Linked DNA regions of Zea mays: regions 1, 3 and 4 are each linked to region 2. The links are chromatin contacts, called in public Hi-C maps. All regions are on one chromosome and are shown on one strand. Each heading gives the region's core, a stretch centred on a gene start, on an enhancer-like site or on the middle of the called end of the contact. The rest is flanking DNA. Distances are from core to core; before and after follow the strand shown. Region 1 holds the start of LOC103636115. Region 2 holds the start of LOC103636073 (1-phosphatidylinositol-3-phosphate 5-kinase FAB1B). Region 3 holds the start of LOC103636044 (PLATZ transcription factor family protein). Region 4 has its middle 39 kb from the start of LOC103636105.

The links. Hi-C and Micro-C count contacts between places; a contact is called where the count stands out from the background.
Region 1: a Hi-C map of leaf shows a contact between it and region 2, with 5 times the contacts expected there. The contact joins the promoter of LOC103636115 here to the promoter of LOC103636073 in region 2. A contact is called at or near these places in 3 of 25 Hi-C or Micro-C datasets (ear, leaf and tassel).
Region 3: a contact with region 2 is called in a Hi-C map of leaf, with 6 times the contacts expected there. The contact joins the promoter of LOC103636044 here to the promoter of LOC103636073 in region 2. A contact is called at or near these places in 7 of 25 Hi-C or Micro-C datasets (bundle sheath, ear, endosperm and 2 more).
Region 4: a Hi-C map of ear shows a contact between it and region 2, with 3 times the contacts expected there. The contact joins the enhancer-like site here to the promoter of LOC103636073 in region 2. A contact is called at or near these places in 5 of 25 Hi-C or Micro-C datasets (ear and leaf).

Annotation. Positions count from the first base shown.
Region 1 is chr1:70,417,857-70,421,037 of Zm-B73-REFERENCE-NAM-5.0, forward strand. It overlaps LOC103636115, which reads left to right and starts at 1,351. Exons shown (of 1, transcript XM_008658482.2): 1 at 1,351-2,580. The coding sequence starts at 1,621. The coding sequence ends at 2,214.
Region 2 is chr1:70,092,182-70,095,387 of Zm-B73-REFERENCE-NAM-5.0, forward strand. It overlaps LOC103636073 (1-phosphatidylinositol-3-phosphate 5-kinase FAB1B), which reads right to left and starts at 1,569. Exons shown (of 12, transcript XM_008658432.3): 1 at 939-1,569; 2 at 1-426. The coding sequence starts at 358.
Region 3 is chr1:69,704,707-69,707,988 of Zm-B73-REFERENCE-NAM-5.0, forward strand. LOC103636044 (PLATZ transcription factor family protein) reads left to right here and starts at 1,292. Exons shown (of 4, transcript XM_008658404.4): 1 at 1,292-1,528. The coding sequence starts at 1,490.
Region 4 is chr1:70,374,479-70,377,518 of Zm-B73-REFERENCE-NAM-5.0, forward strand. No RefSeq gene overlaps it. Among protein-coding and RNA genes, the nearest start is that of LOC103636105, 39 kb to the right of the region's middle. Within about 2 kb of position 1,438, at least 16 of the 20 cell types and tissues checked have an H3K27ac peak or open chromatin away from gene starts, as enhancers often do. A contact at or near this core is called in ear and leaf, where this site is marked.

The DNA.
Region 1 (3,181 bases), core at 101-2,600, 330 kb after region 2:
GTTCAACACAAGTGTTCAAGAGTTATGGTCCAAATGTTGAGTTGATTATGGTTGTGGACATCACGAGTGAAGAATAATGCTTAAGTGAGTCTCCGCGATCATATCTTAGAGACAGCTGATCAAGCCAAGGATGGAAACAAGAAGAGCTTCGAGGTACCGAGTGCACGGTAGAAGGTCAAGGAGGCTGAGGAACCCAAAGCCAAGGGTAAAGAAGAAGACTTGCAAAGTCAAGGTTGATTGAGTTGAGAAGAGCTATGGTAAATCGAGGATCACTATCTAAGTATGTGACTTACAACCAATGAGGAAACATCTATATTTATGCAGTGTAAGTCATAAGACTCAAGATCAAGTTGAAGATGTAAAGCAAGGTCGCTAGAAGGAGGAGTAATGTCAAATCCAGAACTTAGAAGCAACCCAAAAGAGCTAAGTTCTTTCTGACTTTTAGTTGGGGTGTTCTTGTGTTTGGATATGTTCTGTGTGACCTTTGCAGAGTGTTAGAGCTCCTAGATAGCAATCTAGATCAAGTCTTGGAGACTTGGAGTTTTGGAATCCAACATCGACCTCAAACAGGCCAAAAGAAGCAATGTTGCATACACCTTCTACTATGCATATGGAACTTTAGTTTTGCTCTCTAAACCATGTTTATAGAGAAAGTGTCATTTGGAGCTCTGTTTGAGGTAAAACATAAATCCTAGAGAAAAGAAGTGAAGGGGGGTATGAACCCATCATTTAGTCGATTGTTCCAGTGGCTAACTATGTTTGTCTAAGTGTTAGAGAACCTCACAAAAACAGTCGAGAAAAAATGAAGGAGTTCAGCTCAAAAGAGCCAAACTTAGGTTAGACTGGGCTTCATCAGACAGTCCGGTGTGCACCAGACATGTCCAGTGGCAGACGACCAACAACTCTTAGGCGACCCAACGGTCGACAGCGGGATCAACGCTAACCACGTCAGCTCATCAACAGTTAGGAGAGGTCACCGGACAGTCCGGTGCCCACCCGAAAAAAAGAACTAGCCACCTAATACGGTGACCGTTGCACAATAATTAATTCATACAATAATTAATATGTAAAACACTACTCCCTACGTCCCAAATTACTAGATTCACACAATAATTAATTCATACAATAATTAATGTATAGTTTTTATATATATATATATATATCTAGGTTCATAATTATTCATATGAATATGAACATAAAATCTAGAGTTAAAATGATTATTATTTTGATATAGAGAGATTATTTATACAGTGATTTTAAAATAGAAAGACTATTGGACATAGTCATAACCCGGACCGCAAGAAGGGAAAGGGATAGCACGTATACACACAGAAAAAAGTAATGAAAATAAAAGAAAAGGTCTATCAGCAGGAAAAGAAAACCCACAGGAAGGCTGGAAACCGCCATTGCAGGGGCTACAAATACAGGAAACCACTCACCCTCTCTCCCACTTCCTCGCCCTCCAACCTCTCCTGATCTCCTCCTCTGGTCCGCATAGAGGAGCAGCTTGCCAGCCAAGGACACCGGAGCACGGGCACGGGCGCACGGCCAGCGCGAACCTCCTCCCCTCCCCTCTTCTTCCGTTTCCAACAGCGAGGCATAGTGGAGAAGGCGAGGAGCATGGCGCGCAAACTAGAGATCCCCCAGTGGAAGCACGACGGCCTTCCGTCGCCGACGAGCCCGCTGGACCGCGCGTCGCCCCGTGGGTGGCGCCACCGCGACGCCGTCGGAGGCGTCGGGCTCGGGATCCTGGCGGCGCTGGAGGCCGAGGGCCCGCTGCCCGGCGCCGGCGCCGCCGCCGCGCCGCGGGTGTCCATCCCGCGGCGCGCGGCGCGGCTGGAGGTATCGGAGCTCGCGTGCAGCGGGCGGTGCGCCACCAGTCTGTGCGGCGGCCCGGTGTCCGGCCGGGCCGGCGGCGGCGGTGGAGCGGCGTTCCGCGTGGCGGAGTTCCTCTCGTGCTGCGACATGTGCCGCCGGGCGCTGGACGGGAAGGACGTCTTCATGTACCGCGGGGAGCGCGCCTTCTGCAGCATGGAGTGCCGGTACCACGCCATCGTGAGCGACGAGTTCCGGGAGGCGGAGGAGGAGAAGGAGCGGAAGCGCCGCGCGGCGGCCGCCGACGTGCCCAGGAAGTCGGCCGCTGAGATGGTGGCCGGCTCGCCGTGCAGCGGCGGCGGGCAGATCTTCTTCACCACCGGCATCGTCGTCGCATGATGGGCGCGCGGTGCGGATCCGTCGTTCCGTCTAGTCTAGTGACGAAACAAAAAAAAAATCCAGCTGGAGGAACCGGCGGACGCTGTAAGATAAACATGACAAAACTAAAAAAAAAGGAAGCACGAGAAATAAGGGTGGGTGTGTTTGTGTAGAGAAATGGGTGGGTGGGGGAAACTTTGTTCCTCCTCTCCTCCTCTTTGGTAGAGGAGGCATCATGAGGATGGTGGGCGGGATGAGATGTTTTGTAGCATAGTAGCAGGAGGGAAGGAGAGGGATGATGGCAAGTTTTCCAAGGATTGTTGCTTCCCTTTTGTTTTCTCATCTGTCTGCTCTGGCAAAAAGGAATAACATTCTTGTTCAAATCCATCCCGCTCCACGTTGTTGGTGTTGAGAAACCTCCTCTTCTCTACAAGCATTCGATGAACTGTTGTGGTGCTCTGCTCATCAAGAAATATTGCCATAAAAAGAGAAGGTGACCATGACGACTTGCTGCAGCCAGAAAGGCATGAAGCACACTCGCGTCTAGTTCAGCTTCAGATGAACTTGTTGTGATGCTTGTTCAAAGAGAACTGATTTCAGAGAGATCAACGAGGACGCGTCCAGTCCATGTCCTTTACTGGGTTCTGCTGCTGGAAGTCCAAACCCAAAGAAGCAGAGCTGCCAGGAGGATAGATAGTGTTTGGCTGGTCCTGCCGCTGCCCGTCCGTCCTCCTAGCAAAAGCACCAACCGCCAGCGTGCTGCTGCATCTATGTGCGGGTGTGGCCTGCTGCTACTAGGTAGTACTGGCCGACGGCGTATCCATGGATCCATCGACACTTGTAGCTCGTCCTAACCTTGCACCAGAAGGGGAGTGGGAATCCCGTGGAGAAGAAAAGAAGATGGGGGAAAAAGAGAGACAGTCTCCTAGGGATGCAAGATCTCCCCACCGAAGCAAGGAACGGCTTGGTGAATTTACGTTGAAGGATG
Region 2 (3,206 bases), core at 319-2,818:
ACAGGGAAGGGGTGAGCACCGGCAGCACCGGTTTGAGGGAAGTGACTCTTTCTTGCTCCCATTGCTTGAAGCAGAAGTTGCAGACACGTATCCTGTCCCCCTCATCGACATTTCTGTCAGGGCCACTTGAAACTGGGATGGAGTTTGCAGTGCACTTACCACAGAAAATTCGCCCACAGCGACGACAATGATGTCTGCGGTTGAATATGGTGAATTGTGAATCACAGTCATAGCAAACTCGACAGCTGTGATCGGGCATCCAGAAGTCCCGGGAGACATTATCTGGGTTGGAGCGTCGCGGCAGCCATGATGTCAAAAGCTTAACTACGTCAGAAAACGTTTTATTTGGGTCCTCCATTGGCAGCTAAAACTGTACCACCTCAAAGAAACCTTCATACTTGCATCCTCATCTGATGCGACAGAAATCTAGAAAGAGATAAAGGCACTCGTTACAACGAACTAACCAACAAAAAGAAGCAGGAAAATTCAATGCACCCTGAACAAACATACAATTTTCCTTTGGATTCTCGCACCAGAAAGAATGGCCGTGTTCCATTTGCAGCATGAATTTCCTCAACAAATATTGCAATAGAATGACAGTACGATAAAATTAGTCGACAATCTCAAAACTGTGATGCATTTATACACTGCCCTATCCCCATCTGACATAATAATGAACTATATTGGACCAAAACCGGGCAAGTAGTTCGGTGTCAACATGGCAAGTCCTTCGCTAAATTTAAAAGCATAAAACAACGATAACGCTGGCACCTAAAGAACAGAGAAATAAAGCGTTGATGCTTGAGTTGAAAACCCAAGCATATATACACTATGTAACGCGGCCAAATAAATCAGTACCAAAGTACAAACGGCACGCCACTGTGTATTGTAGGCGATCAGCAAGATAGACGACGTAGTAATGTGGGCAGGGACAATACCTCAGAGCTCCTCCGAGATCGGTCAGAAGAGGAGCCGCGCGGCCCGCGGTGCGCATTGCATCGGAATCCGAGGAAGCGCGAGCAGGATCGGTCGAGCGACAGGCGCGCGCCGCTTGCTAATCGAGGCACCGCCACGGTCCACGGAGGAGGGGCCCAGAACTCCACCGCGCAAAGATCCCCGGTGTCAGAATCCTACGTCGCGCCCCGCACCCGTGTCGCAGCGAGGCAGCGGGGGCGGGGCGGCAGCGCCGCGCGCGCCGGGCATTTGGCGGCAGCGCCAAAGGGCACGCCCGGCGCGGTGCGGTCCGGTCCGATCGGGAGAGGAGAGGAGCCCGGTGGCGCGGGGCCGGGCAACGCCGGAGGAGGAGGAATCCAATCGGAGGAGCGGCAGAAGATCACAGACCTCGGCGGAGGAGCGGGAGGGAGGGAGCGCCGGGGTGGGAGGAGAGAGAAAAAAAGGCGAGTTTGTTTCTATTTTTATTATTTTGGCTGCTGCTCTTTTTTGTAGTATATACTGGATTATAATTTTCGTGGCTTTGGGATTGACCGGTGGAGCCGATAGGTGAGGAAGTCGCGGAGGGCCCGCAGAAGGCTCCTGGGAAAGCCTCGTCTTCCCTTCGTTCAAATTGACGTCAATACAATTTTTTTTTTGCGGTCCACATAAGTGCTTGATATGGCCAAATTTTTTTTATTTTGGTCCTTTTTTCAGAGAAATTTCACGTTTAAACTTAGACGACTTAATTTAATTTTTGGACCATTTACTCGGCTCCACAAGCTATGGCGTCAAGGTAACACCGCTCGACGCCACATCCTATGGCGCCGAGTCTAGGGCTGGGCATTCGGGTTTTTTTGGAACTTCGGTTCGGTTTTTCGGTTTTCAAAAACTTCGGTTTTTTAAATATTAGAAACCGATCGGTTTTCTAAAAAAATAAAAAACGATAAGTTCGGTTTCGGTTTTGGTAAAAAACGAACACCAAACTTATACTCAATAAGGGTACATGACAACACATTACACATAATTTTAAAAAGTAAAAATTATATAGGTATAAATATTTAAAAACATATCATACATCACATACAAATAAGTGAATAACAATTTGATTGCATTACACATTTAATTCACATAATCAAATAGTCAAAATTTTGAATTCATAAAGTTTGGTATTCGGTTTTTTGGTATTTCGGTTCGGTATACGATAAAAACCGATTACGATACCGAATACCGAAATTCTCAGATGTAAAAACCGAAATCGAACCGAACTTCAAAAAACCGAAATTTTGGCTCGGTTCGGTTTTCGGTTTACGATAAAAAATGCCCACCCCTAGCCGAGTCACGTGTCGCGCTGCCACAGCTCGGACGTCGTGGCGCCGACGTGACACCGAGCTCGGCGCAACATATCTTGGTGGCGAGCTCGATTGTATAAACCCGTGGCCGCTTCTCCTCCTCGCGCCCGTTGCAATTTCTTTTCGTTTTGCCGCCACTCTTTCCCCTCTGACGCCGTCATCTCGACGTGCGTCGCCGCCTCACCACCGCCAGCGCCCGCGACCACCCGTGCCGGCGCACCTTCCTCGCCTCCGGCAGCGCCGACCACTACCACTGGTCGGCCCTCCGCCCCGTCGCCAATGCGTGATAGGTGAGTATGTAGTTGTTGTTGTTTTCAAATTTTATATATCGTTAGTTCAAATTTTAGTCAAAATAAAGATTGTTGTTGTAGTTTTAGTTTAAAGATTGTTGATGTAGTTTTAGTTCAAATTTTAGCTTAAAGATTGTTGTGTAGTTGTATATAGTTAGTATATAGTTATTGATAGGTGCAAAGGTGTATGTCAGCCATCGTGTTGTTCTTCTATTGTTGTCGTTTTTGCAGGTTTTAGAAACCTCCTTGTACTATGTTGCTTTTTTCAGACAGGAGGCTATCCAACACTGCAAGTATCATGGATGAAATCGGCATGCTACGAAAGCTTAGAGAGTGTTGCTGCGGAAGCTGCAAATGGGGCTAGTGCGATGGATGGGAGTAGGGGCACAACCACCGTGGGCGCCTCGCTCGACACGAGCAACATTCTTTATGGCACTAGCATATTACGTCCGCGCCATCGATCATCCAGCACACATGATCTGGTATGTTTTAGTGTTAGTAACGTTATAGATTTCGATTGGCAATATTGGTTTGTTGTTTTGTTAGTGACACATTATAGACTTAGTTGTATTGTAGACTCATAGATCAACAAATAAGGTCATGACAAGTTACAATGAAACTTAGAGATATATTA
Region 3 (3,282 bases), core at 42-2,541, 390 kb before region 2:
TGTTAGGTGAATTTAGTGGGGATAATGAGTATGGGGTGATTTGGTTGTGTGATTTTTGCAAAGTTTAAACTGATGGATTATATAGTGGTAAGAGCATAACTCTTTTCTATTATATAAATATGTGTAACTTTCTATCTTTAACGTATACAACTTTATATCTAACTTTCTATCTTTCACGTACATACCATTCTATATTTAACGCAAGTTTTATTATTATTATTATTTTCCCGGCCGGTCCCCCATCCCCTCATCACCTCTGCTTCCACGAAACAACGCTCTGAATTCAACAGTGCCTAAATTAAGTGACAGAACCCTAAACTTTCATATGACTACTATATAGCATGTGTTACACACGATCCCGAGGAGATGATCGATGATGGCGGTGGAGCAAGTGAGGAGAGGGGGAAGGGAAGGGAAGGGAAGGGAAGGGATGAGGGATGATTCATATAAAGTAGTTCATGGGGAAGGGAGATGAGTTATTCAACTATCTGGACCGTTGATTTTGATAGTGTGTTAAGTTTGAGTACAATATGTTAGGTGAATTTAGTGGGGATAATGAGTATGGGGTGATTTGGTTGTGTGATTTTTGCAAAGTTTAAACTGATGGATTATATAGTGGTAAGAGCATAACTCTTTTCTATTATATAAATATATGTAACTTTCTATTTTTAACGTATACAACTTTATATCTAACTTTCTATCTTTAACGTACATACCATTCTATATTTAACACAAGTTTTTTTATTATTTTCCCCACCGGTCCCCCTTTCTCTCATCACCTGTGCTTCGACGAAACCACGCTCTGAATTCAAAAGTTTAGCGCTGCTAAAAAGCAGTGCAACTGACATCCGGGCACATTGAATGAGTAGAGAAAGCGCTGTAGAAACGTACGCCTTGACCGGCTGAGGCGCAACGCAAGCAGCGCGGCTCCAAGCTGGCGCCACCCGCGAACTGCGTCTGCAACCAACGGCGTCGGCTCTAGCTCACGCTCAACTCGAGCACGCGGACTCGCCTCGCGCTCAACGTGAGCATATGCATGGGCCGCCCGGCATCTCTTCTCTGGCTGGTCCTGTCCTGTCATCAAACCTGACCTGACCACTCTCCGGCTCCGCTCGTTGGAACGGCGGCACACACGACATCACGGTGTCGCGTACGTGAGGCTACACCGTTGGATTGGTTGGTAGGTCAGTTCACCGACGGCCGTGATTAACTGATTCAGGATTCTTTTACAAATTAATTAAAACGAGAGAGATATAGCCACGTTAACACTATGTTGTGTTATTAATTAAACAAAAGCCATTATATTTCCCCCTTCTGAGTTTCCCTATTTATAATCATCCTCTATCTTGGCCCCATCGCGCGGCTCAGCTTTCCAGATTTCCTCCGGCGAGAGAGAGGAACCAGTAGTAAAACACAAGATACATAGATGCTACGACTGTGCTAGTGAGCTGTGAGATCGAGAGAACACACTCTCCAGCAGCACGGCAACATGTCTTGCATAGGTTCCTCTTGCACCGCAACCAACAAGGTAATATACATGAGAAACACTTCTGCCGCTCTCGATGGATCCGTGCGTGCGTAGAACGAATTTCTACCACAGTATAGTAGCTGGTTCATATTCATCCATATCTAGATGTTTATTTGTGCTCTATAAATCCAGGCAATATATAGCTTCTGATCTCCTTGAAAAAGGGTCTCTATCCCTCTTGAGCGACTTTTTTCCCCATCCTAGTATGTTAGGCTATAAATTCATCATGGCTTATATGATTGTTTTTTTTCTAAGTTTAGTTTCAGATCTCCGGTTTCCCTCGTGGACGTATGAACCGTAGTACACGTGTGCAATCGACAGCTCTGGATCATGTTGCCGAAACGTTTCTTGCGCGTTATTATGTTCGTACATGTTTTGCGTTTCAGGTACACGTGTGTAATCGACAGCTCTGGATCGTGTTGCCGAAACATTTCTTGCACGTTATCATGTCCATACATGGTTTGCGTTTTAGGTACTAATGGGATATTTCAACTAGAGCCACGTACGCAACAATAACGGTTAACGGTCTCTAGTTTTTGGATCCGTGCGACTTCTTTTACCTAGCTAGTTTTTAGTTAGTAATGCCCCACAAGGTTATCATGGGTATCTATCTAGATCTAAAATTGTTAACCGGTGCTTTCTATGAGCGACCTTTTTCTATTCCAATTTCATTCAACTGTAGGTCCACCATGGCATATATATGTTTGTTTCCTAAGTTTAGTTCAAGATCTACTTTTTTTCTCATGAGCATGTATGGGTCGTGGTACACGTGTGTAACCAATTATTTTGGAACGTGCTATTAAAGGGTTTCTTATGCGTTGTCGTGTTCATACATGTTTGTGTTTCAGGTAGTAAGGGATATTTCGACCATATATAGGCACATATGCAACAATAACGGTTGTAACGGCCTCTGGTTTTTGGATCCTTGCAACTTATTTCAACTGTTTTTAAAACTAAAGCCACTACAACTGTTTTTGTTGCATATGTGCTTCTGGTTTAAGGATCCCTAGTCATTACCTAAAATACAAACATATGTACGGACACAATAACACATAAAAACCCTTTAATAGCACATTCCAAAACAATTGGCTACACACGTGTACCATGGTTCATATGTGCTCATGAGAAAAAGGTCTTGAACTAAACCTAGGAAACAAACATATAAGCCATGATGGATCTACAGTCCAACAAAAATAGAATATAAAAAGGTTGCTAGTAGAAAGCACTATTTAACAGTTTTAGATCTAGATAGCACTCATTAACAATTTTAGATCTAGATAGATACACATGCTTTAGTTTTCGGATCCGTGCAACTTATTTTACCTATTTTTTAAAATAAAGTCCCGCAAAGTTATCATAGGTATCTATCTATATCTAAAATTATTAATTCTTGCTTTCTTTCAATGGCTTATTTTTATCCTAGTTTTATTAGACTGTAGATTCCTCGTGGCATATATGGTTGTTTTTAATTTCAAATATCTAGTTTTCCTCATGGACATATGAACCGTGGTACACGTGTGTAACCAATTGCTCTAGATTGTGTTGTGAAAACGTTTCTTACACGTTATCATGTCCGTACATGTTTGCGTTTCAGGTAGTAAGGGATATTTGAACTAGAGCCACATATGCAACAATAACGTTTAACGGTCTCTGGTTTTTGGATATGTGCAACTTCTTTTACCTGTTTTCTTAGTAAAGTCCCACAAGGTTATCATGGATATCTATCTAGATCTAAAATTGTTTATTAATGCTAT
Region 4 (3,040 bases), core at 188-2,687, 280 kb after region 2:
GGTATTTACTTATACTTAGTAATTGCTAATAAAACTTTGACCAACTTATAAAAGCAATGCTCAGCTTCAACCTTTATTTTATTGATCAGCCTTACACAACACATGAACTCCTACCTTTGGTGAGTTCATGCCACATTATTCCCCACAACTTGTTGAGCGATGAACATGTGTGAGCTCACCCTTGCTGTCTCACACCCCCCACAGGAGAATAGCAGGTGGTTGAAGAGGAGCCACACATCGAGGAGTTCGATTCGATATAGGTGGCGTCTCCCAGTTGACTTTCTAGCGCCAAAGATAGATTTTATATCCTTTTATATTTATCTTTTATTTTTAAGACTTCCGCTATATAATAAGTACTCTTATTATATTGTGACATTTATCTCTATACACTATGGTATTATATATGTTGTCTTCTTTGGCGCATGTATGAGATGCACCCGACTTTGTCCATTAAATCCGGGTGTGACAGGTGCCGAGATAATACTGCTCGGCGCCACAGCCTATGACGCCGAGGTGCTGGCCGTGCTGGCGTGTGCAGGCCGAGCTGACAGCTGACGTGACAAATCTCGGCGCCAAGAGTGGCGCCGAGGTCTAATATCCGACCTCCCACTCCGGCCTGCCTGCCTGCCACGGATGTCTAAGTCAGCCATGTAATTGCTCAAGTCACAGCGACGACTACGACGTCACTCGCATAATGAACATACCTTGACTGCCATCTTTCTCCCTCTGTACCATATGCTCTCTGAGTTATCTTTCTTTTGTTCTTAAAAAAAGAGAAAACTGCTCTACTAGGACTTACTAGATTTTCCGTCCGGAACTCCTTTTACTATTCCAAAGCTTGGTTCTGTTAACTGCCTCTGTTTTCACCGTAAGCTTTGTTCTGTTAACTGCCTAGAAAACCCCTACAGTACATGATTTATGAGAATTCCTAAAATTTTAAGAGATGTAATATGATTAGACGAGTCATGAGAATATCTATTTAAATATAGGTTGTTTTTTCCAAAGTTGGAACTGCCCCCAAAAATTCTTACCTGCGACAAAAAGATGGGAAACGGAACCTAACTTGAATCTGTTGAAAAGAATAAATCCCTCTACGACTTCCATTTCACTACACAGCCATCAACTTCACCGCCTACTACAGTGGGGAGCACTGAGTATTGTCCTCTCTCATTTCTCCTTTCTCCAAACAAGATATCTAGTCTGATAGGGAACACCACTTATGGCGCCGATATAAAGGTACAAAAACAGAAATACTTTTTTTGGGGATTAAATGTGATTTTTTTCGTAAAAAGGACTAAATTACAAAAAAAAAACGGTCTGGGAGATAAGAGACGCAAGAATGAATCTTTGAGTCATTTCCCATATAGGATGAGCAGTGGCAGAACCCTTGTGCATGCATCAAGCAAAGAACATCGAATAGTGGCACGAACGACTGGGCTGTTGTAGCGGGGAGGCCCATACTCGCAAATGAATACTCCAGCAAAGCGAGCGCATTCGAAACTGGGCATAACTTCATCATTCAACAAAAGCCCATAATTTATATGGGCCGATTTTGGACTGGTTGTTGTACTTGCAGCCGATAAGCTCCACTAGAGAAGAAGCTAGTGTATCATCGATTTTATGAAGTGAAAGAAAAGAAGAAAAAAGGAGTGAGATTTCAACACGTCCCATAAACCGCCGGCCGAACTAAATAAAATAATACGAGCCTGTGCACTTCAATCGATGTATATAAACGGTTAGTGTTTTCGTTAAGAATTTCAGGGATGATGATGATGATGATTATGGTCCCTCACAACCCGGGCATTTCGAGTAACGAAACAGAGAAAGCACTCACTCAACTTTTACATTGCAGTACTCGATCCATCGCAAGCTTGGCTAAAGAAAAACTTAGGATGCTTTTTCTTATCTATCTATCATTGGAAATTAACATTAAATTGTATTTTTTTATTTATTTGCTTTGATTGATATGCCATGGAATGGAATCAGTTAGATGGATGTTACAGGATAGAGGAAAAGGCAGTTATATTCTTGTCATCACGTACTGCAGGCATGACTTAGAAAATATAGAAACATTTCTTGGATGTCAGCATCATTTCGATAGTACGGCTGCATGTAATACGAAGCACTTGAGAAACCAGGCAACACTTGATTTAGCACGCATACATAGTTTAAAAAATACATATATAGACAATATAATAGTATCACATTTCAGATTAAATTAAGCCGTAGGCTGATACAGAGATAGAATAAGGCATGTTGTATGAAATCAATACACGGAGCTCCATCACGCAAACCGCCGGCCAGCTCCCCGTAAGCCATCCATCCACCATGATGGGAGACCTGAATTCAATATATTAGTCTCCAGTTGATGATCCGGTGGCCATCATACGCAGCGACCCCGTACAAATTACTATTAATCTATTCTTCTACATATATATACAACATGCAAGTGGGAGCTGTCAGCGTCCCAAACAAGTGTTACTTTTATTTTCCAATGCGCTGCGTCTGCAGATTTGCTCTGCTAAGGAGATCGGGCGAGCTGAGTCGTCAAATAATCATGTCCCACTTCACCAGTTGGACTCTAACAACAAGCTACTACTTGTAATCAGTGGGCCGTCAAGTGGCATTTTATTTAGCTCAGAGCATCAGTACCTGGTTTTGTTTGCAAAGTGGCACCATACCAATCCAAGCTTTGCGTATAATCTAGGGAGACTAAGGGTATGTTTGGTTGAGAAGTGAAGGAGAATGGAGCAACTCTATTCTAATTTTTTGGATGTTTGGTTTCTAACAAAAGATGAGCGAAGCGGTTTCTAGAGTCTTCATATGGAAATTTATCATAAATAGTTGAAGTGTTCTCACTCTATCAAAATAGTCGGATGTGAGCGCTCTCTCGGACGCGAGCGCTGTCATTCTTCTTCTCGACTCTACACTCATATGGCTCTTCAACCAAACAAAGAACAGAGGGACTCCGTTCAATTCTACTATTCAACCAAATAAAAAATAGAGTTGATCTGTTCTGCTTGCCAAACGGAGAATAGAA